Linked DNA regions of Mus musculus: regions 2, 3, 4, 5, 6 and 7 are each linked to region 1. Evidence: chromatin contacts called from public ChIA-PET, Hi-C and promoter capture Hi-C data. All regions are on one chromosome and are shown on one strand. Each heading gives the region's core, a stretch centred on a gene start, on an enhancer-like site or on the middle of the called end of the contact. The rest is flanking DNA. Distances are from core to core; before and after follow the strand shown. Region 1 overlaps Fndc3a (fibronectin type III domain containing 3A). Region 2 holds the start of Med4 (mediator complex subunit 4). Region 3 has its middle 16 kb from the start of Itm2b. Region 4 holds the start of Itm2b (integral membrane protein 2B). Region 5 overlaps Rb1 (RB transcriptional corepressor 1). Region 6 overlaps Rb1 (RB transcriptional corepressor 1). Region 7 holds the start of Lpar6 (lysophosphatidic acid receptor 6).

Region 1 (2,545 bases), core at 19-2,518:
TCAGGGGAAATGCATTCATAATGGAATAAAAGGTCAGCTATTACCCTTTTCCACTTTAAACCAGTGTCTCTTCTCCTCTGGCCTCTGACTTGCTTTTATTGAGTCAAGTTGCCAGGGGTGTGTCCTGCCAGGTTTTTTTTTTTTTTTTTTTTTTTTTTTTCTTCTTCAGGAAAGACACTGGGCCTTTAAATAGGGCCTGGCCTTTAACATGTGATTATATGAAGCAACCCTGCCTTTGCCTATGTACCCTCAAGTTACTTATCTGCTCCTGCCTCAGCTTCTCTAGTAATGATACCTCAGTTTGCGTTAACAAGTAGGACACTCCACATGGTTCGTCTCACTGTGTAATCTTTAGTTTTGAGAGTCAGCGATCATACTTTTACTTACAATAACTATCAGTTACTGAGAGGTCCTAAACAGTGTATTTCATGTACTAGTTTGTCTAACTTGATTCTGCAACAGTGCTTTGAGGTTGATCATTTTAACCTTTCCACAGGAGACAGAGCCCAATAGTAGTACATTTGCCATGCTAGTAAGTATCGGAGCTCATTTTAACTTTTAGTATCACCTAGTACCCAAATCCATCTTCCCCACTGTGGTGCGTGTCACAGATCCCAGCCATTGCTTGTGTATGTAAGCAGTTGATAAAGTTCCTCTGAACTTATATGCCCTCTTAAGTAATTTACGGGGCGTATTTTTTTTCCAAAAGAATAAGTTTTCACCTCAATTAACTGAGTATTTTTCACATTCCTGCTTTAAGAATACTATCCACCAAGGATCTTTCCTTAATGTCAAGAGTAAGTTCTATTTTTAAAATAATCACTAAAAACAAAGTACACTGACTATAAAAGCAGAAGCCTTCATTAGCTTTTAAGGAAAAACAAAACAAGCCTGAAATATATTCCACCTGTAAGGAACTTGTCATTTAATTCTATTGTGTGGGCAATTCTCTGTGTGTTATAGGCATAGCTTGAGTATCGAGCATGAAATGATCACAAACTATACACTCATATTTTGGATCAAGGCTTTGAATTCATTTTACCCCAATCTTTCTATGTGAAAAAGCAGCAGGCTGCGTTAGTCAAACCGCGAACACAAAGAGGATGGTTTTCCATCGCGTGCCTATCCACCAGGTTCTTTTGATTAGGGTTTACTTTGGCTCTTAAGGCAGAACGCGTTGCAGTCAGGAAAGCAGCTGAAGAAGCCTTTAAGTGTTTTGTTTCAGTAGCGCCCCAGCGTACCCTCTGCGCTGTTTCCTCTCCCGGTCTTTCCCGGTTCACTGCGGGTCATGTGATACCGGTCACGTGACTCGGTCAAAGGATCTTTTCCTCTTACCAGCTTTGAGGAAAAAAAAAAAAAAGCGAAACTGTTCTCCAATTAAAGCTGCTAACGTGTACTACGCCGTTTCCTTGTTGGGTTTTCTTGTTCGCTGGCTGCTGCTCCTGTAGAAACAAAATGAGTGGTAAGATTTGCTGATTTTGAACATTCGCTTTTATTTGAAAACATAGGAAGCTTTTGTATTAACCTAAAGCCGTGTTGTGTGTTTTTAGTGCCAAATCTGTTCGCTTTAGAAATACTACATATTGTTATGTGGTTATGAAAATTGTAGACTCTATGAGCTAGAGTGATTTTAAATCTCATAGCATGCCCCATTCTGGCTGGCCTCTTGATTTTTTTCGTCTTTTCTCTTTTAAGACTGATCAGAAAATTGGCATCAGGTAATTTGGAAGCCATTGTGTGCGGCAGGAGTCAGCAGTCAGCAGTCCGTTGTTTATTTAATTTTAAATGCTTAGACAAATCTGTAGTTTTGGGTTTTTTCTAAAAGAAATAAAGAAAAAATTGAATATGAATGGTAGATTAAGAAAGACGATAGGTTTAGTTTATGTTAGGTAAAATGAACTAGGTATAAATCATTGATGGTACCTTTAAGAATTGGGATGGGAAGTTTTTCATATTTAAGGCAAATGACAAACAGAATTGTACCCACTTTTGCAGATTTTAAAAATAAGTAGGCCCTTAACAGTAATGTAATCACTCTGCTTTGGGGTAGCTTTTGCCTAAAGCTTGTCAATTCTGAAGGAGCTGTTAGGTGTAGCTACAGTTGTTCAGGTACAGCTTTCTTGTGCCAGGTGGACATGTTATGTACTCCTATAACAGGTTTGCTTCTTCCCTGGACACAGTCTGCTTTGCTGCATACAAATTTAAGACAGTTTGCAGTTAATTTTCTAGAACTTTCTGAGTTAGAAAGTACTGTTGGACCTGAGAGGTAGTCAGGCATTGTGTCAGTGAGTGTCCAGGGTTTAGAGTTTGATGCAGGACAAGCAACATGGTGCTGCCAGCATTGTGGATCTGAATATCAGTACTTGTGTTTACTGTCTATGTATTGGGGGTGTGGCAGGTTTGTGTTCAGTGTTGAATATATCCCACCATTATTTTAGATAAATGTACATAGCACTGATAAATTATCTTTTTAAAATCTAACTGTGTGGCATTTCTGCCTCCGAACTAGAAAATTTACTTAAGTAGTCAAAGTGATCACGTCATA
Region 2 (2,545 bases), core at 22-2,521, 910 kb before region 1:
ACTCCCCCACAAGTGGTGGGATTGAAGGTGCGAGCCACCACTGCCCGGCATTAATAACTTTTTAATAAAAAACAAACAAACAACAACAAAAAGTTTACCTGGTTTTCCTCTTCCAGCTGTAATAGCTTCTGATTTCTTGAAATTGCAAGCATTTCTATGAGTTCCCTAAAAGAAAAACACCCATCACGGTATGGTGATACTTGCCTGTAAACTCAGTGTTTGGGAGGACTCAGACCAGCCTCAGATATCTAGTGAAACCTTTTCATAACACAGTAGAAACACAAAAGAAACTGTTTAAATTGCTCCCTGCCCCAACCGATTGTTGGGTTTATGGTCCTCCTAACATGCTGGACTCTCATGGTGACTACAAACACTTCAGCATTCGCTGGCTAACTGCACGTGATAAAGACTCAGCTGTGATTTACAAGAAAACCTCCTGACTCAACTATGTAGGTCTGTAGGCCAATAGTGCTGCCATTTGTGTAAATTATGTTTTCTTGTAAGACGGTGGCCATGGCTGCCTTCCCTTGATAAGACTTCAACTGATAGATTTAAGACTATCACGACGATGTGGAGTGTGACATCCAATTTACTCTATCTCGGCCACACACCAGCCAACCCCACTGTGCCCTGCCTGATGTTTCCAGGCTTTTTCAGATGATGGGCTATCTATCAGACGCCTAACAAATCTGATTTGACTAGCAGCCCATTTCTTGGGGACGTGTGCCCTGCTACCACCAGAATAGGAATCCCATCGGTGGACTGCAGGAGGCTGCGGCTCAACCCTTAGAAATCTGGTCCATAGCGTTTTAACACATTTGTCTCTCCTGTCACCCTGGGCTCCTTCGTGTTGGCATCTAGCCTCCCCTTGACTACTGGGGGGAAGCGTGCTTTTAAATGTCTGTTGCGTGTCAATGACTGAGGGGGCTCGGATCTGCCCCTCTTACCGGCTACTAAAGTTTTGACTGCCTTGGTTTCCAGGTCATGTGACTGAGATGTCCCCTTGGCGGGGAAATGCGGCCCAAAGCCCCCGAAGGCCCTAGACCCCACGTCCAACGGAGCCTCCCAAGCCCGCCTACCCAAGTCAGCGCCCACAGCCGAGCCGGCCGGAGCAGGCTCCCGGGCCGCGGTTACCTCGACAAGACCTCCAGATCTTCCAGCGCAGACAGAAGCCGCTCTCGCGTACTGCCAAGGCCGGCCATTCCCGAAACGCCTCCCATCCGCTCCTTTTCCTTCTCACCACTTGAAGAAGCCGCCATCGCCCCGCTGACCACCAGCCGTCGCATGCGCAGTGTGAGCTAGCCACAGGAGGGGCGGAACCGGAAGAAGGAAAGAAGAGTAATAGAGGTCGGGACGGAGAGGTCCGGCTAGAGCGCCGCCTATGTGCCTGGAGGTGCACTACAGTTCTAGCGCCATCTACAGGGCAAAGGAGGGCTTGTGACTCGTTCCAATCTGACATGCTCCAACCGGACCCAGGATGAGAGATGCAGTTCCCAGTCTCCTGGGTTTTATTTCCTCAGCATCAGTGGAAGGCTTCTAACAAAAGATTTTTTTTTTAAACTGGGGAAATTACATAATTATTAACTTCTATTTTGTCTGTATTCCGATAAAATCCCAGCCATCAAGTTTGGTCTCTCGTGAAGTTGTAGTAAACTTAGAGCAGGAAGTAAAATCTTTTCTTCCCTCCCCATTCCGTTGTTTGGTAGCAAAATACATATAATTGGCCTATAGACCAGGCTGGTCTCGAACTCAAGAGATCTGCCTGCATCTCGAGTCCTGGGGTTAAAGGGGTGTACCACCATGCCCCGCTACTAAAATTCAGTATCTTAACCATTGTATGTGTAGGGTTCACTGCCACTAAATTGCTGTTAAGCAAGGCAGTTGTGAGGCATGCCTTTAATCCCAACACTCAAGGAAGCAGAGGCAGGCAGATCTCCTGAGTTAGAGACTAGCCTGGTCACAGAGTGACTTCCAGGACAGCCAGGGTTACACAGAGAAACCTCGTCTCAAAACAAAACAAACAAACAAAAAATTGCGGCTAAATAACATCCCCAAAACTCTTCAACTTGTAAAATGTAAAAAAGGTGTGCTCATGAAGGTCTGACTTCCCGTTCCTGAAAACCACACTGTACTTTCTGTTTGTCTGGCTATTCTATGCATTTTGAATGAGTAGAATCACATGTTCTAGTTTGGGGCTTGGGGGTTTGCTTGTTATTATTTTTTGGTTTTGGGGGATTTGGGCTTTGTTTGGTTGGCTTGCTTTCTTTCTTTCTTTCTTTCTTTCTTTCTTTCTTTCTTTCCTTCTTTTCAGACCGAATCTTGTTGTGTAAACTAGTCCTAAACTAAGAAGGAACTCACTTTCTCATTACAGCCTACTGAATGCTGAGCCCCTATAGCAGGCTGATTCATTTAGCATAATGCTATCATGGTTCATGTACATTGGAATAGGTGCCAGAATACCCCTCCCTTGAAGTCTGAATAATACTTCCTGTATGTGCTAACCGTACCCCCTATCAGATGGCATTTAGCTGGGTTACCTTCTTGG
Region 3 (2,545 bases), core at 12-2,511, 800 kb before region 1:
CTGACAGAGTTATTCACTGGACCCGGAGCTTGACGGGGTTTGGTTAGGCTTCTTGGCCCCACCTTCCTTAGTGAAGGAATTCCTCAGCCACACCCTGGCTTTGTGGTGAGCTAGGGACCTGAACTTGGGTTCATACACACTGGAAATGACAGCAGGATGTGGGGCTGCATGCTTGCTATCCCAACGCCTGCGAAGCAGGGGTAGGAAGATCAGGACTTTAAGACCAGCCTAGCTACGTGAGCCTTTGCTTCAAGAAGTAAATAAATGGCCGCAAACTACAATGTCAGCAGCTGTCTGAAACTGAAAGCAGGGAGGGACAGCTTCACTTCTGAAGTATTTGTAGGGAACACAGTTCCTTCAAAATGTTGATCTCAGGGGAGATACAGTGTTGTGACTTCTGTGCCCCCACCCCCACCCCCAACTCTGTAAGAACAGCTCTCTGTTTTTTTTTTTTCCAGCCACACTTATGATGATTTATTAGAGCAGTGATAGAAAACTGTCATGGTGCTGAAGAGCAACACACCGGGAAGCTTAAAATGTAGCAGATGGCTGGGCAGTGGTGGCGCACGCCTTTAATTCTAGCACTTGGGAGGGAGAGACAGGAGGATCTCTGAGGTGTAGGCCAGCCTGGTCTACAGAGTGAGTTCCAGGACAGCCAGCAATACAGAGAAACCCTGTTATGGAAAAAACAAAACAAAAAACAAAAAACAAAATGGAACAGAAAGAAAAGAGAAAAAGAAGAGTGTAGCTGATTTCCTGAAGCCTTCCCTGTCTTCCAGTTCAGTGGAAGGACACCATTATCTATGACACATTGTTGCTGGTAAAGGAAACACACCTCTTGGTGCCCGTTATGCTCCACTTGAAGTAAATGTTTCTTCTTCTCGGTCTTGAGACAGGCTCACTATGCAGCCCCAGCTGAGCTCTTCCTGCCCCAACCTCCCGAGTTCTAAGATTACAGCCATATCTCTGTTCCTGGCTATCTTGACTAATTTCCTAATGAAGTTCAAGAATCTCTTGTCTACCAGATGCCCCTCTGCTCAGGTTCACTCTTCACCTCTGGGTTGGGCTATCTGGGAAGCAGGAGCCTGTAGCAACATGCTGTGTGATGACAGCAGGGTCTGGGATGGGGAAAGGGCTTCCTGTGCCATCTACCACCAAAGCAAAGTATTCTTTGGACCAGCAGTGCAGTAAGACTGTTTTCAAAGCCACAAGGAAACTCTTGGCTCTCTGTGGAGGTTGGGATGTGTCTCCCCAATGCTACTGTGTGGGAAGCGATCTTCAACTTCCTTTTTTCACAGGATTGCGAGGTAGGGATGTAGCTGGGGTTATAGGTCATGGACACAGGATTGCGGGGATGATGATTTTCTCATCATAAGATGAGAAGGGGACCCAGTCTCTCATCCACACCTGCTCTCTTTGTGCACTGCCCCATCACACTATGACAGAGCACAAAACCTACATAGATGCCATTTCACAACCTCCAAAATCATAAGCCAACACACCCATTTCTTTTTAAAGACAAGGTCACAGGCTGGAGAGTTGGCTCAGAGGCTAAGAGCACTGGCTGCTCTTCCAGAGGTCCTGAGTTCAATTCCCAACAACCACATGGTGGCTCACAACCATCCATACTAGGATCTGATGCCCAATTCTGGCATAAGACAAAACCCTGTATACATAATAGATAAGCTAATAAAAAAAAAAAAAGACAGAATCTCGTGTCACCCATGATGGTCAGGGCTACCCTGCTTGCTTGCTTGCTTGCTTGCTTGCTTGCTTGCTTGCTTTCTCTCTCTCTTTCTCTCCCTTTCTTAATTCCTTCCTTTCTTTCTTTCTTTCTTTCTTTCTTTCTTTCTTTCTTTCTTTCTTTCTTTCTTTTAATAAATTACTTGACTTCAAGTATTCTGTTACAATCACATAAAACAGTCTAAAGCATTTCTAATTAAAACTCCTTTCCTTTTCTTATTAAGATTATGAAAATAGTTTAGTTTTAATAAAGTTTAAGAGTAAGCAAAATCGCCTCAGACACCAATTAACAGAAGATATGATTGTGCAGCAAAGCAGACGTCCCTTGGGCTGGCCAGGCTTGGGGGGGCGGGATGTGGGGGCAGGGGTGGGGGTGGGGGTGGGGGTGGGATGCTTGCTGGGCTTCCGTGAGATAAGGTCTGTTTGTTCGGCTCACTGTGGGTCCAGCTCAGGACACCAGACAGACAAAGGCCTTCCCCTGCTCTTTGACCACTTTTTCCCCCTGTTTGTTTTTAAACCAAGGAAGAAAAGAGTCTGCATTTGCAAGGTCATTAACTCCATCTAAACTCTTCTCTTTTCACGATCATATTGTTTTCTTTTCTTAAACCTGGAAAAGAATTCAACCACAAATGTAATGTTTAGTTTTTAAAATAGCAGCTGAAAAAAAAAAAAAAGGCACAGGATGCGTGAGACTAAAACCTCCGTTTAGGTTCTCTCTGTGTCTGTTAGGTTTCCGCAGCTCCCTCCTGCCCTGGCCCTGCTGGCTGAGAAAAGTTCCCTCAGAGGAGCAGCCGCACGGAGG
Region 4 (2,545 bases), core at 24-2,523, 780 kb before region 1:
TGGGAATGGAGAGACGGCTCGGCAGTTAAAAGCATTTGTTGCTCTTCCAGAAGACCCAAGGCTTGGTTCCCAGCAACCGCATGGCGGTTCTCAACCATTTGTAACCCCAGTTCCACGGGACTTGACTCATTTTTCTGACTTCCTTAGGCACAGGTACATGTAGGCAAAAAAAAAAAAAAAAAAAAAAAAAAAAAATCATAGGCATAAAAATTAAATATTTAAAAATAAAAAGAAATAAAGATAATTCCCTCCTTGAATAGAGCCAGGGGCTCAAGAACTCTGGTCTCAACTGCTGTCTTCAAGGTTGGCCTAGGCCAGAGCTCACACAGCAGAATCCTTCTGGCCAACAGACACTCCTGTAGGTGGACAAGGAGAGGATATGGAGAAGGCTACAGGATCAGTCATTTGACCAAAGGACCATCTGGAGACATGGCTGTAAACCCAGTGTGTGGGCCAATGTCTTCTGTCAACCAGAAGCAAAAACCTCTTCAAAAAAGGAGAATTTTTTATTTTGAAGAAAAATAAGAACTTGTCCTAAGTACGTTGTCACAAATCACAGATTGGCCTAAGGCAAATATGGTTTTTTGTTTTGTTTTGTTTTGGCTTGCTTATACAAATGAGCTCGGTTGGTACATTTTGTTTTACCAGTTTAGAATTTTAGGAATACAAATGGATGAAGAGGGTTCCTGGTCATTGGCTTGAGATTAGGCTGGGCAGGAACTGACCTCTGAGGGAGGAAGAAAAGACCAGCTTAGTCAACCAGGCAACACCTTAGGGTGAGGTCTGTGGGAGATAAGTCAGATCACCAGGACACTAGGACACAGTGCTTCAAATATTCCTATGCTCTACTAAGTCGCTTACTAATAAATGATTAAACGGAGCTTTTGGGTTTGTTTGTTTGTTTTTCTCACACAAAAATTCCATGGCCTTTGGGCTCACAATCAAAGAGAATTTGGTGCTACCAGAAGTTAACTTATCCTACGTAGCCAACCGACAGAGTTCACCCCATTTTCTTATCAACTTGCAACACTGGGCCCCTGAGGAGAACTAGTTGGAAGCAAATTCAGAACCGGAAAATCCAGGCAGCCCAGAGGGGCAACAAGTCCTAGCTCAACCAGGCGCGCCCTCCACAAAGCCTGGCCAGATTCCCGCTGAGTCCTGGGTGGGGGTGGGGGGAACCAGGGAGGGTCTGGCGTGAAGCCAGGCCCCGCCCCGCTCAAGGCCCCGCCCCTCCGGGCCCCCGCCCTGCGCCCGCGCCCCAGCTGCGAGGCCGGAAACCGCGCTGCACTGAGCCGCTGCTGCTGTCGCGCAGTCCGCTCCTCCGCTGCAGAGTCGTGCCCTGAGCTCGGCCGACAAGGCTGCCTTCGCAGCCGGGATCCTGCCAGCCGCGACCCCAGCCTTCGCCGTCGCCGCCTAGGGCGCCCCAGGCCGCACCATGGTGAAGGTGACGTTCAACTCGGCGCTGGCCCAGAAGGAGGCCAAGAAGGACGAGCCCAAGAGCAGCGAGGAGGCGCTCATCGTCCCTCCGGATGCCGTGGCGGTGGATTGCAAGGTCCTGGCTGGGGTCGCGGGCGGGGTCCCGGCGGCGGGGACGGTTTCCCGGACGGTCCTCCGCTCCCGGGTACCGTGGTGTGTGTGTGTGCAGCGAGCGGGGCGGGGTCCTGGCCCTGGCGACCCCCGAGGGGACAGTTGCACAGGTGTACGAGGTCCCGCGGCTTTGCACTTGGCTTGGTAGCCCGGGAACCTGCAGCGACAGGCACCGCCACCACCGAGTTTGGCACTTTTTTTCCAGTATAAATACTGTGCCTAAAATGGCTGACATCATAACAAGCCTAAACCTCTGTTGTTTCCTACTTTCGTTTCTAGGCTGAACAGCACTTGGACTAAGTCCAGCAACTGTAAGCATCTTCATTTTTTAAAAGCCCTTTTCTTTTACAAACTCCCTTGCCTACAAATGGCCTTCGGTGTTGGCAGGTGAACACCTTGGGGTCTGGAGAGAGAAGACAACAGTATACTGGGAGTAGTTTCTGGCTGGTGATTTTATTATTGTAACAAATATTCCAGGTGAAAGTAATTGCTATTGTGGCTGTTCCCATGTAACCCAACAGTTGACTTTTATCAGCCTCTTTGTGGGTACTTCTGAATAAGTGAAACTGGAACCAAAACATAGGAATTTGCTCCCATCCCTACAAAATAGGTAACCTTTGTGTTACCACATCCCCGGTTAGCACTGAGTGATGCTGTCACTGGATTCAATTTTTAAAAGTGATGTACAGTAATATTCTTTTAAATATAAATATAATTTTTGCCTAAGTTTTCTTTTTGCCTTTTTAGGGCTTCTGACATTTGATACCTATGAATACTAACAGCGGGTGCTGCTTCGTTTTTCACTAACACTTTTTAATACCTATTGTCACTTGGGTAATTTTAGTTTTGACTTAAAATCAGTCGTTTGTGTCCATGGTACAAGTAGTAAGGAGAGTTTTTGTTTTTGTTTGTTTGTTTTTTAATGATCTAATGAAAATTACTGTAAAGAAACAGGCCA
Region 5 (2,545 bases), core at 30-2,529, 690 kb before region 1:
CTTGTTCTCTATCAAAAACAGTAGCTATTATCTATGAGAGAGAAGGAAGGGGGTTACAGTAGAGCTTAGAGGAGAAGCAGTCACTCAGGTCTGCATTCTAACCTGATCCTGAGTATATACTATGTAATCTTGGATAAATGAGTTACCTAACTTGGGTACATAGTTTTCTAATGTCTAAATCAAGTTAATGAGAGTACCTATTAGTCAGGGCTCTCTATAGTAACAGAACTCATAGAATGGACCTGTATCTATATCTCTAGATCTATATCCAAAGGGAATTTATTAGAATGGCTTACAGGCTGCAGTCCAGCTAATCTAAGAATGGTTAACTATGAATGGAAAGTCCAAGAATCTAGTAGTTATGCACTCAGTCCACAAAACTGCATGTCTCAGCTGGTCTTCAGCATATGCTGGGATCCTGAAGTAGGCTCTAGTGGCAATGAAGGAATGGACTTGCTAGCAAGGGGAGGACAAGCAGGCAAAGAACAAAAGCTTTCCTCTCCCTTATATAGACTCCCAGCAGAAGGTGTGACCCAGACTAGATTTGGGTTAAAGGTGTGTTTTCTCCTCCTAAAGATAACGGACTTTTGAATTTTAGTTAATTCCAGATGAGGTCAAGGTGATGATCAAGTATAGCCATCACACACCTGTTAATGTTTTAATTGAGATAATATATAAATAGTGCTTTCATGATAGCTTTTAATTTGTGTGTGTGTGTGTGTGTGTGTATGTGGGCAAATGTGGGCTATAGCACAGTTGTGAAGAGTAGAGGGCAACTTGAAAGAGTTGGCTCTCTCCTTCTACCACGTGGGTCTCAGTTTCAAACTTATATTGCCAGGCCCAGCAGCAAGCATCTGTACCCACTCAGCTATCTCACAGGCCCAAATATTTATTAGGTTTTTAAAGAAGAAAATAAGACATTGTCTATTTGGAAAACACTGCATAATACTGTATTTTCATATTGTATTCCCTCTTAGACAGTCACAAAACACCAAGGCAATGCACGATATTTAGAAGTTTGATTGAGTTAAGCATTTTCTAAATGACTAATATTTACATTTGCCTTAGTTACTCTCTGTTGCTGCGATAAAATACTCCTACAGGAACAATTTAAGGGAGAAAGGGTTTACTTTGACCTACAGTTCCAGAGGGATACAGTTTGTCACAGTGAGGAAGATGTGGCAGCAGACCTGGAAAGCATGGTGGCAGAACAGGAGGCTCCTGACCACATGGCATCCCTCAAAAGAAAGCAGAGTGCATGAACAGGAAGTGGGTTTTGGCTATTAAAGCCGTAACTCCCACCCCCACCCCACCGGTGACTCTCTTTCTCAAGTGTGATCCTTGTGGGGATATTTCACATTCAAACCACAAACCATAATGCCATTTAACATCAGTTAAGATCTCATACAAGAAGTGTTTATGGAATATACTTTAAGAAAATGTATGATGTCAGCTGTTTTGTTGTAATCAAATTAACAAGCTACATCAAGAATTAACTGTTAGGGGCTGGAGAGATGGCTCAGCGGTTAAAAGCACTGACTGCTCTTCCAGAGTTCCTGAGTTCAATTCCCAGCAACCACATGGTGGCTCAAAACCATCTGTAATGGGATCCTATGCCCTCTTCTGGTGTTTCTGAAGACAGCGACAGTGTACTCACATACATGAGATAAATAAATAATTCTTAAAAAAAAAAAAGAATTAACTGTTAGTACCCTGCTATCTCCATGAGCTCTGAGTTTGATCAAGAGATCCTGCCCTCAAAGAATAAGATGAAAGAACAATTTAATATCCCTGACATCAGTCTCAGGCCTCCACATACATGTGTACATGTGCACATGCCACAACATGTCCACGTGAAAATGCAGTAATGGCTGTGATGCTGGATTGAAGAGTACCGCGTTTAAGTAGAAATGATGCAGTACGTCATGGATCTTAGCTAGGTGAGAAGGCGGTACTGTTGATTTCTACTAAGGAAAAAGAGAAGGAGGAAGTTCTGAATAGGGATTAGAAATAGAAATGTATCCAGAAAAATGAGTGGGGACAGGAACTGGGCGTGTCAGGCATGTGCTGAGCATGTGCACACCAAAACAGTGACTGGATGTGCTTTGAGCGCTGATGTATGGAAGGTAGGATGGGGGCTGGGCAGGAGCAAGCTAGCTGTGCCCTGCACAGTGGAAATGCTGAGTGCTTTTACACTGGGGAATGGCATAGTCTGATTTGGCCTTACAAGGCTGCCCTGCACTTTGTAACTTAAGATTTTTATTGACTAGTCTTTTGGAATAATTTAGCTTTAATTAAGTTGGTGGCTTTGAATCAAATCAAGGTTTCCGTTTCCCATTCTACTTGTACAGTTTTCTGGAGTATGAAGATTGCAATGCCAAAGCTTGTTTATTATAGGGTAAACTATAGAGATATATGTGGCTTATTGGTTAGTTACCCACTGAGCTAACAGTCTGGTCTGGTCATTGGTTTTGATTTAACAGTGAGTGACAGAAGCCGGTTCTTTTATCTTAGAACATGGTGATATGAGATGGCATTTTGTAGT
Region 6 (2,545 bases), core at 33-2,532, 660 kb before region 1:
GGAAAGAATCTCAGGCTAGGAATATGAATGTGAAAGCTACCAGACATATATAATAAACATTACCAATCTTTACTGCCAAATTATCTTATGCTGGCCAGTTTGGTAAGTACTTTCTGAATGTTACTACAGTTTTAAAAATTGATCACTGCATTCTGATAGTAGTCTACCAAGTGGTAATATTCTAGATGAGGAAATGAATACCTAGAGAAGCTTGTTATATTTCCCCAGACCATACAAGCTAAGTGGCAGAGGTTCCGTTTGAATCCTGATGTGCTTTGTCCAAGGCTGAGTACCTATTTAGAAAATAGGTAATATCAATTAAGGAGATAATGTAATTTGGGGAAAGAAGGCTACAGATAGAAGGCCAGGGAGCTCTAAGATCAAAAGGATATACAGGAAAGAAAATATTCCAACTACAAAAGAAAGTGAAATTGAACACTGAGAGAGGAGTTAAAAGCATGAGTGGGAGAGTGTATGGTCTCAAGGAGTGCATGCCTACTTCAGACACGGTAGAAGCATCCAGAAGGATTGAGAACTCTAGCAGCAAGGAAGTCCATAGTAAGAATAGAGAGGACTAGTAAATGGAGTAGTCACAGTGAGCTAAGAGTACAGAGAGCAGAAGTGGCACACCACTATGGCAATGCCAACCCAGGAAAGACTGTCTTTTAAAACTGAAGAGAGAGACCAGGGTGTGGTGGTGCATGCCTTTAATCCCAGCACTTGGGAGGCAGAGGTAGGCAAATTTCTGAGTTCAAGGCCAACCTGGTCTACAGAGTGAGTTCCAGGACAGCCAGGGCTAACTTGAAAAACAAAACAAACCAAACAAACAAACAAGAAACCTGAAGAGAGAGGATGTAATGTTATGGGAAAAAAACCAACTACAACAACAACTACAGTGTTTTCTATTGCTAGGAAGTGGTAGTGCAAATGGTTGTTTTATGTTGCTCATGATTTTGTGAAAAGACAGGCTTTGGGAATAGCTTACAGGGTACTTGCTGTCTGACCCTGTGGTACAGCAGTCTGGGCCAGTAGCTCTGCCGCTGAGATCCCTTCACTGCTGGGCCTAGGTGTTACTGACCCTCTCACACGTGATTCTTCCTGGCTCTGCATCCCACCCCATTAGCCTCTGGTCTAATACGAGTGCTGTGTTTCCTCAGAGCATCTGGTTTTAGAGTAGGCACACTTTGACATAGAAGCTGGCCGCCAAAAGGCTTCTAAGAGGACCACATCTGGAAATTGCATGCTGGTCAAAACAGTCACAGTGCTTGCCAACTTGAGGGGATGGGGAAACAGATGCCACCTCCTGTTTAAAGAGAATCAAGGTCACATTTCAGAAGAGCATGTGGGTTGCAAAATACTGTTGTGGCAAATGGGAAAAGTGGGAAACACTGCAAGTAAGTCTGCCCTGGCAGGAAATTGAGGAGGTCTCCAATTAATAGCTTTTCTTTTTTATTTATTTATTTGATAAAAATGGCTGGGGTGGAGAGGCTGAAGTGGCACTGAAAGTTTGAGGGTGCTTACGATTGGCAGGTGTTACTATGGGACTTGATAGAGAGAGTGGAGTGGACTGGCGAAGGACAAAAGAATTGCCCTGCACAATTCCAGGCCATTTTGAGGGCAAAAACGAATTCTCTGCAGTTGTACCACTGCTCTGTATGATGGCATTCTTTCCTCAGAATCATCTTGCAAGATTAGAAAAGGTAGTTATTAGGTGCAGTCAGGCCTTGGAGTACAGCTATGGAGGTGCAGTAGAGCAACAGTGCAGCCAGGGATTGGAGGGTGTTTGCCAGTGAGTTTAGGGTCAAGACTGGAAGTTGTACCTGCATGGAGCCTAATGAAGTATAGATTTATATCAGCAGAAATGTTTGGTGACATTTGAAGTGACGACGTGATTGACAGAAAAATGAAAAGTTTCAGTGTAATATTAAGAAACAGGCATTTTTATATTCACACAAATGATCTCAGGAGAGAGCAGACTGAATAGGAATGGAGATGAAGACTCTGCAAAGAAGAGATTCAGGAACTAAGAGACTGAGAGGGTCAGAGCCACCCAGGCAGGACGTGTGTAGCAAGGAGCAATGTGAACAAGGAACTAAGATTTCTGTGCAGAGGGGCCTAGGTGGGCAGAGGCTAAAGGCCTGGAAAAATTAAACTTGTAATGTTCTTTGTCTGAGTTGCTAATCTCTATGAAAAATGCTCTGTCTGGTGATACATTGTGCAACAGCTGTCTCACGTAGGAAACGTGTTTCAGCTTTCTTCCGTTAATAGCGATATGGCTCTCTCTCCCTTTATTTAGTTTGTAACTTATCTGTGTCATTTTCTTCAAGTGAATGCGTATCGCCCTAAGGCAGTGCATCATTGGATCTTGATCTGGGTTTTTATTGTCATCAGTTGGATAATAATCTTTCTTTGAGACATTTGAAATATTTCATTTCTCTGTCTCTCATCTTCCTCTTTCCTTTTTGTCCCTTCCCCCACTCCTCTATTCTCTCTGATTTTTGTTTGTTGTGTGTTTGTTTTTTTTTGGTTCTTTTGAGGCAGAGTC
Region 7 (2,545 bases), core at 32-2,531, 630 kb before region 1:
CTATTTCAATGAAAATCACAATCCTGGAGAGATAAGTTTTCCATGTGGCCGCTGGAAAGTTCTCAAAGCAGGCTTCTGAGGTATTGTTCCCCTGAGAGTGGGTCGACTGAAAGAAAACTGCAGGCGCACTTCCTCCCATCACTGTGAACCACACAGCAATGCAAACGATCTTTGCATTTCGTTTCGTTCTTAAAGTCTTTGACTTAAATGGGTAGACAATTGCCAGAAATCGATCTACACTGATACAGGTTAAGAACAGAATGCTTCCATACATATTGGTGTAAAACAGCATTACTGAAATCTTACAGAGTAGATCTCCAAATGGCCAATTCCGTGTTGCAAAGTAAAAAATCCGAAATGGCAAAGTAAAGACGAAAAGTAAATCTGACATTGCCAGGTTAATCATGTACGTTGTAGTTTCATTTCTCACTTTGAGGGCACAGATGAAAATGTATATCGCAACACAGTTGGATATCAGCCCAAGCACGAAGACCATGCTGAACATGCACCCGTACAGAGTGTACTTAAAGGAGTCGTCATAAGGGCACTGGGAGCCATTGGAGCTTACCATTGTCAGGCAGTGCAGCTTACAGGAGGCCTTTTGTCCGCAGCGCTTGATCGATCGCCTTTGCTATTCAGATGTGGTCACAGCAGCAGCCAGTTTATTTGCAAAGTATTTGTTTCTTTTCCTGTTCTTACAAATACTTTCTTCTCTTAACTCTTCAAAGGAAACATGAAATGTGTTCCGTAAAAGTTTCTAGTAGATTATTCAGGAAAATAGTCTGATTTTCTGGTCGAGAAAATCCATGAGTCTGGAGTTTAGTTAACTGACAGAAAATGCAGTCAAGGAAGCCAACCCATAAAGCTGAAAGTGTAAGGAAAAACTGTTCCAAGTCGGACCAGACCAGTCCGCGTGGAAACTTGTGCTTCAGCCGCCAGGGTCCAAACCAGCTTTACTTCAGTCACAAACACTCGCCGTGCGTCCGTCCGCCCGTCGTCCTCGGGTACTTCTTCCTTCTTTTTATTCTCAAACTTTGTATTTCTACATTGATTCCGGACGGCGATAGGCAGTCGTTTAAGGGATCCCAGATAAATTCCTAAGCATGTTCGCGCTTGCTGAATGGAGAGGCCTTTCGGAGGTTGCCAGCTGTATTGTGAGATGGGCTGTCTCTGAAGTGAGCAAGAAAGCCTTCCCAGATTTGTAATATGACATCACAGGAAGAAGAGGCTGGGTTTGGACAAAGGAAGGCTTCAACCCAGTTGTTTGCAGTTCCTTTAATCTGATAATGTGTCTGCTGGGAATGTACCTAGGAGGCTTGCAAATGGTCACTGGCTGCCCAGCTGAGTTGGGTGTTAACTCTTTTTATGCCAAAATGCTTTCCGGGGATTCTGACAACTTCTCCAAAGTGGTTTGATTTGCTTTAGTTAGTAATAAGTAAGAGAAAGAAAGAAACATAAGGTAGATTCTTTCTCTTCTATTGCTCTTGTAGTTGGGATATTGCCTTCTTTAAAGAAATAAAATGCAGATGGGTGTATATATGTTTATAAATTGAAATGTAGGCGATATGAGTGGCACATTAAAGAACTGTTTGTGCCTGAAGGCAGAACCTTAAGAGTTTATATAAAGCCTTTGACTGAGGCAGGCAGTCCTGCTTCTCTTAGTATCTGGTGTTTTTTAATTGCTCTCCAGCATTTAACTTAATTGGCATGATTGTGAGTAGCTTTAATCCTGGATCTCTTTAGTTTTTGATAAATAATGTTCTAACATTTTTCTTTGAAACTAATTTTCTAGAGCTAGTTCAATTTTAATACACCAAAGACTACATTAAGTATGCCCCCCCCCCGGAGGATTATAACTCAGTAGTGAGAATAGTACTCCAAAACTTTTACTTTTAGTACAGTGTCAGTCTTTTGCCCACAACTTAATATAAGCATAGTGGGAAAGTGTGCTTTGTAAAACGGGCTCCCCCCTTCTGAGTTAATTGAAATAACTTACAGCAGAGAATCTCAGTTCTACTGTTTGTCTAAATGTAGTTTCCATGATTTTATTCTCCTTTCCTCCGTCTCTCCCTTCAGTTTCTTTTACATGTTGGCTGTGTGTTGGGGTATATTCCAGATCTACTTTCATCTCTAAATTTGAAGCTGAAACCCTTCATTTGGGGTCAGTGAAGGCATTTCAGAGCAAGTTTCTCTATAGACACCTTAGTTTACATATTAAGATGTATACTTAAGAGCATGTATCATGTGTTCTATACCTTTTAAATTTGATTACTTTTGATGGTGAATTATAATCTTTTTATTGTTTTGATTAGGAAGTCATCTATGATCAAATAATACAGTCTTATAGGCGGTAAAGATTGAGGGTCTGAACTTCTTTGCTTTGGTTTTGGTGTGGAAAACAGATGCAAATGTGTTCCTATTGGAAGATGGGAACTTTGAGTGCAGTAATGAAAAAAGGGACACTTAATAACATTTTCTTCTCCATGAAGAAACTTTTCTGTTAATAGTTATTTTAGGAAAAATATAAAATTTGAGTGATCCACTT

Evidence for each region. Promoter capture Hi-C pulls out the DNA fragments that hold promoters and counts their contacts. Hi-C and Micro-C count contacts between places; a contact is called where the count stands out from the background. ChIA-PET counts read pairs in DNA pulled down with a chosen protein or histone mark. Capture Hi-C pulls out chosen DNA fragments and counts their contacts.
Region 2: a Hi-C map of B cells shows a contact between it and region 1, with 13 read pairs. The contact joins the promoter of Med4 here to the enhancer-like site in region 1. A contact is called at or near these places in 2 of 39 promoter capture datasets (hippocampal neurons and pre-B cells), 1 of 484 Hi-C or Micro-C datasets (B cells), 4 of 115 datasets of contacts at active chromatin or transcription factors (astrocytes, embryonic stem cells, large pre-B cells and 1 more) and 1 of 9 other capture datasets (adipose tissue).
Region 3: a promoter capture Hi-C map of liver shows a contact between it and region 1. The contact joins two enhancer-like sites. A contact is called at or near these places in 1 of 39 promoter capture datasets (cranial neural crest), 2 of 115 datasets of contacts at active chromatin or transcription factors (embryonic stem cells and large pre-B cells) and 1 of 9 other capture datasets (liver).
Region 4: a contact with region 1 is called in a promoter capture Hi-C map of liver, with 3 times the contacts expected there. The contact joins the promoter of Itm2b here to the enhancer-like site in region 1. A contact is called at or near these places in 4 of 39 promoter capture datasets (the C10 cell line, liver and pre-B cells), 3 of 115 datasets of contacts at active chromatin or transcription factors (the NIH/3T3 cell line, embryonic stem cells and large pre-B cells) and 1 of 9 other capture datasets (embryonic stem cells).
Region 5: an RNA polymerase II ChIA-PET map of effector CD8 T cells shows a contact between it and region 1, with 10 read pairs. The contact joins two enhancer-like sites. A contact is called at or near these places in 6 of 39 promoter capture datasets (the 3T3-L1 cell line, cranial neural crest, hippocampal neurons and 2 more), 2 of 484 Hi-C or Micro-C datasets (regulatory T cells and short-term hematopoietic stem cells), 14 of 115 datasets of contacts at active chromatin or transcription factors (acute myeloid leukemia, astrocytes, bone marrow-derived dendritic cells and 10 more) and 1 of 9 other capture datasets (adipose tissue).
Region 6: a promoter capture Hi-C map of adipose tissue shows a contact between it and region 1. The contact joins two enhancer-like sites. A contact is called at or near these places in 4 of 39 promoter capture datasets (cranial neural crest, frontonasal cranial neural crest, second pharyngeal arch cranial neural crest and 1 more), 7 of 115 datasets of contacts at active chromatin or transcription factors (the 230-238 cell line, astrocytes, bone marrow-derived macrophages and 4 more) and 2 of 9 other capture datasets (adipose tissue and pancreatic islet).
Region 7: a contact with region 1 is called in a promoter capture Hi-C map of liver, with 2.4 times the contacts expected there. The contact joins the promoter of Lpar6 here to the enhancer-like site in region 1. A contact is called at or near these places in 3 of 39 promoter capture datasets (cranial neural crest, liver and second pharyngeal arch cranial neural crest), 4 of 484 Hi-C or Micro-C datasets (B cells, Sertoli cells, bone marrow-derived macrophages and 1 more), 8 of 115 datasets of contacts at active chromatin or transcription factors (the 230-238 cell line, DN3 thymocytes, bone marrow-derived dendritic cells and 4 more) and 4 of 9 other capture datasets (adipose tissue, embryonic stem cells, liver and 1 more).

What each region holds. Positions count from the first base shown.
Region 1 is chr14:72,601,839-72,604,383 of GRCm38.p6, reverse strand. All of the region lies in intron 3 of Fndc3a (fibronectin type III domain containing 3A), which reads left to right. Among named protein-coding and RNA genes, the nearest start is that of Fndc3a, 110 kb to the left of the region's middle. Within about 2 kb of position 1,268, at least 368 of the 459 cell types and tissues checked have an H3K27ac peak or open chromatin away from gene starts, as enhancers often do. A contact at or near this core is called in the 230-238 cell line, B cells, DN3 thymocytes and 18 more, where this site is marked.
Region 2 is chr14:73,508,775-73,511,319 of GRCm38.p6, reverse strand. Med4 (mediator complex subunit 4) reads right to left here and starts at 1,271. Exons shown (of 7, transcript NM_026119.3): 1 at 1,135-1,271; 2 at 99-165. The coding sequence starts at 1,259.
Region 3 is chr14:73,400,052-73,402,596 of GRCm38.p6, reverse strand. No RefSeq gene overlaps it. Among named protein-coding and RNA genes, the nearest start is that of Itm2b, 16 kb to the right of the region's middle. Within about 2 kb of position 1,261, at least 91 of the 459 cell types and tissues checked have an H3K27ac peak or open chromatin away from gene starts, as enhancers often do. A contact at or near this core is called in liver, where this site is marked.
Region 4 is chr14:73,384,017-73,386,561 of GRCm38.p6, reverse strand. Itm2b (integral membrane protein 2B) reads left to right here and starts at 1,273. Exons shown (of 6, transcript NM_008410.3): 1 at 1,273-1,552. The coding sequence starts at 1,436.
Region 5 is chr14:73,288,860-73,291,404 of GRCm38.p6, reverse strand. All of the region lies in intron 4 of Rb1 (RB transcriptional corepressor 1), which reads left to right. Among named protein-coding and RNA genes, the nearest start is that of Rb1, 36 kb to the left of the region's middle. Within about 2 kb of position 1,279, at least 25 of the 459 cell types and tissues checked have an H3K27ac peak or open chromatin away from gene starts, as enhancers often do. A contact at or near this core is called in effector CD8 T cells and regulatory T cells, where this site is marked.
Region 6 is chr14:73,257,073-73,259,617 of GRCm38.p6, reverse strand. The region is part of intron 17 of Rb1 (RB transcriptional corepressor 1); the gene reads left to right. Among named protein-coding and RNA genes, the nearest start is that of Lpar6, 20 kb to the right of the region's middle. Within about 2 kb of position 1,282, at least 22 of the 459 cell types and tissues checked have an H3K27ac peak or open chromatin away from gene starts, as enhancers often do. A contact at or near this core is called in adipose tissue, where this site is marked.
Region 7 is chr14:73,236,627-73,239,171 of GRCm38.p6, reverse strand. It overlaps Lpar6 (lysophosphatidic acid receptor 6), which reads right to left and starts at 1,281. Exons shown (of 1, transcript NM_175116.4): 1 at 1-1,281. The coding sequence starts at 571. All of the region lies in intron 17 of Rb1 (RB transcriptional corepressor 1), which reads left to right.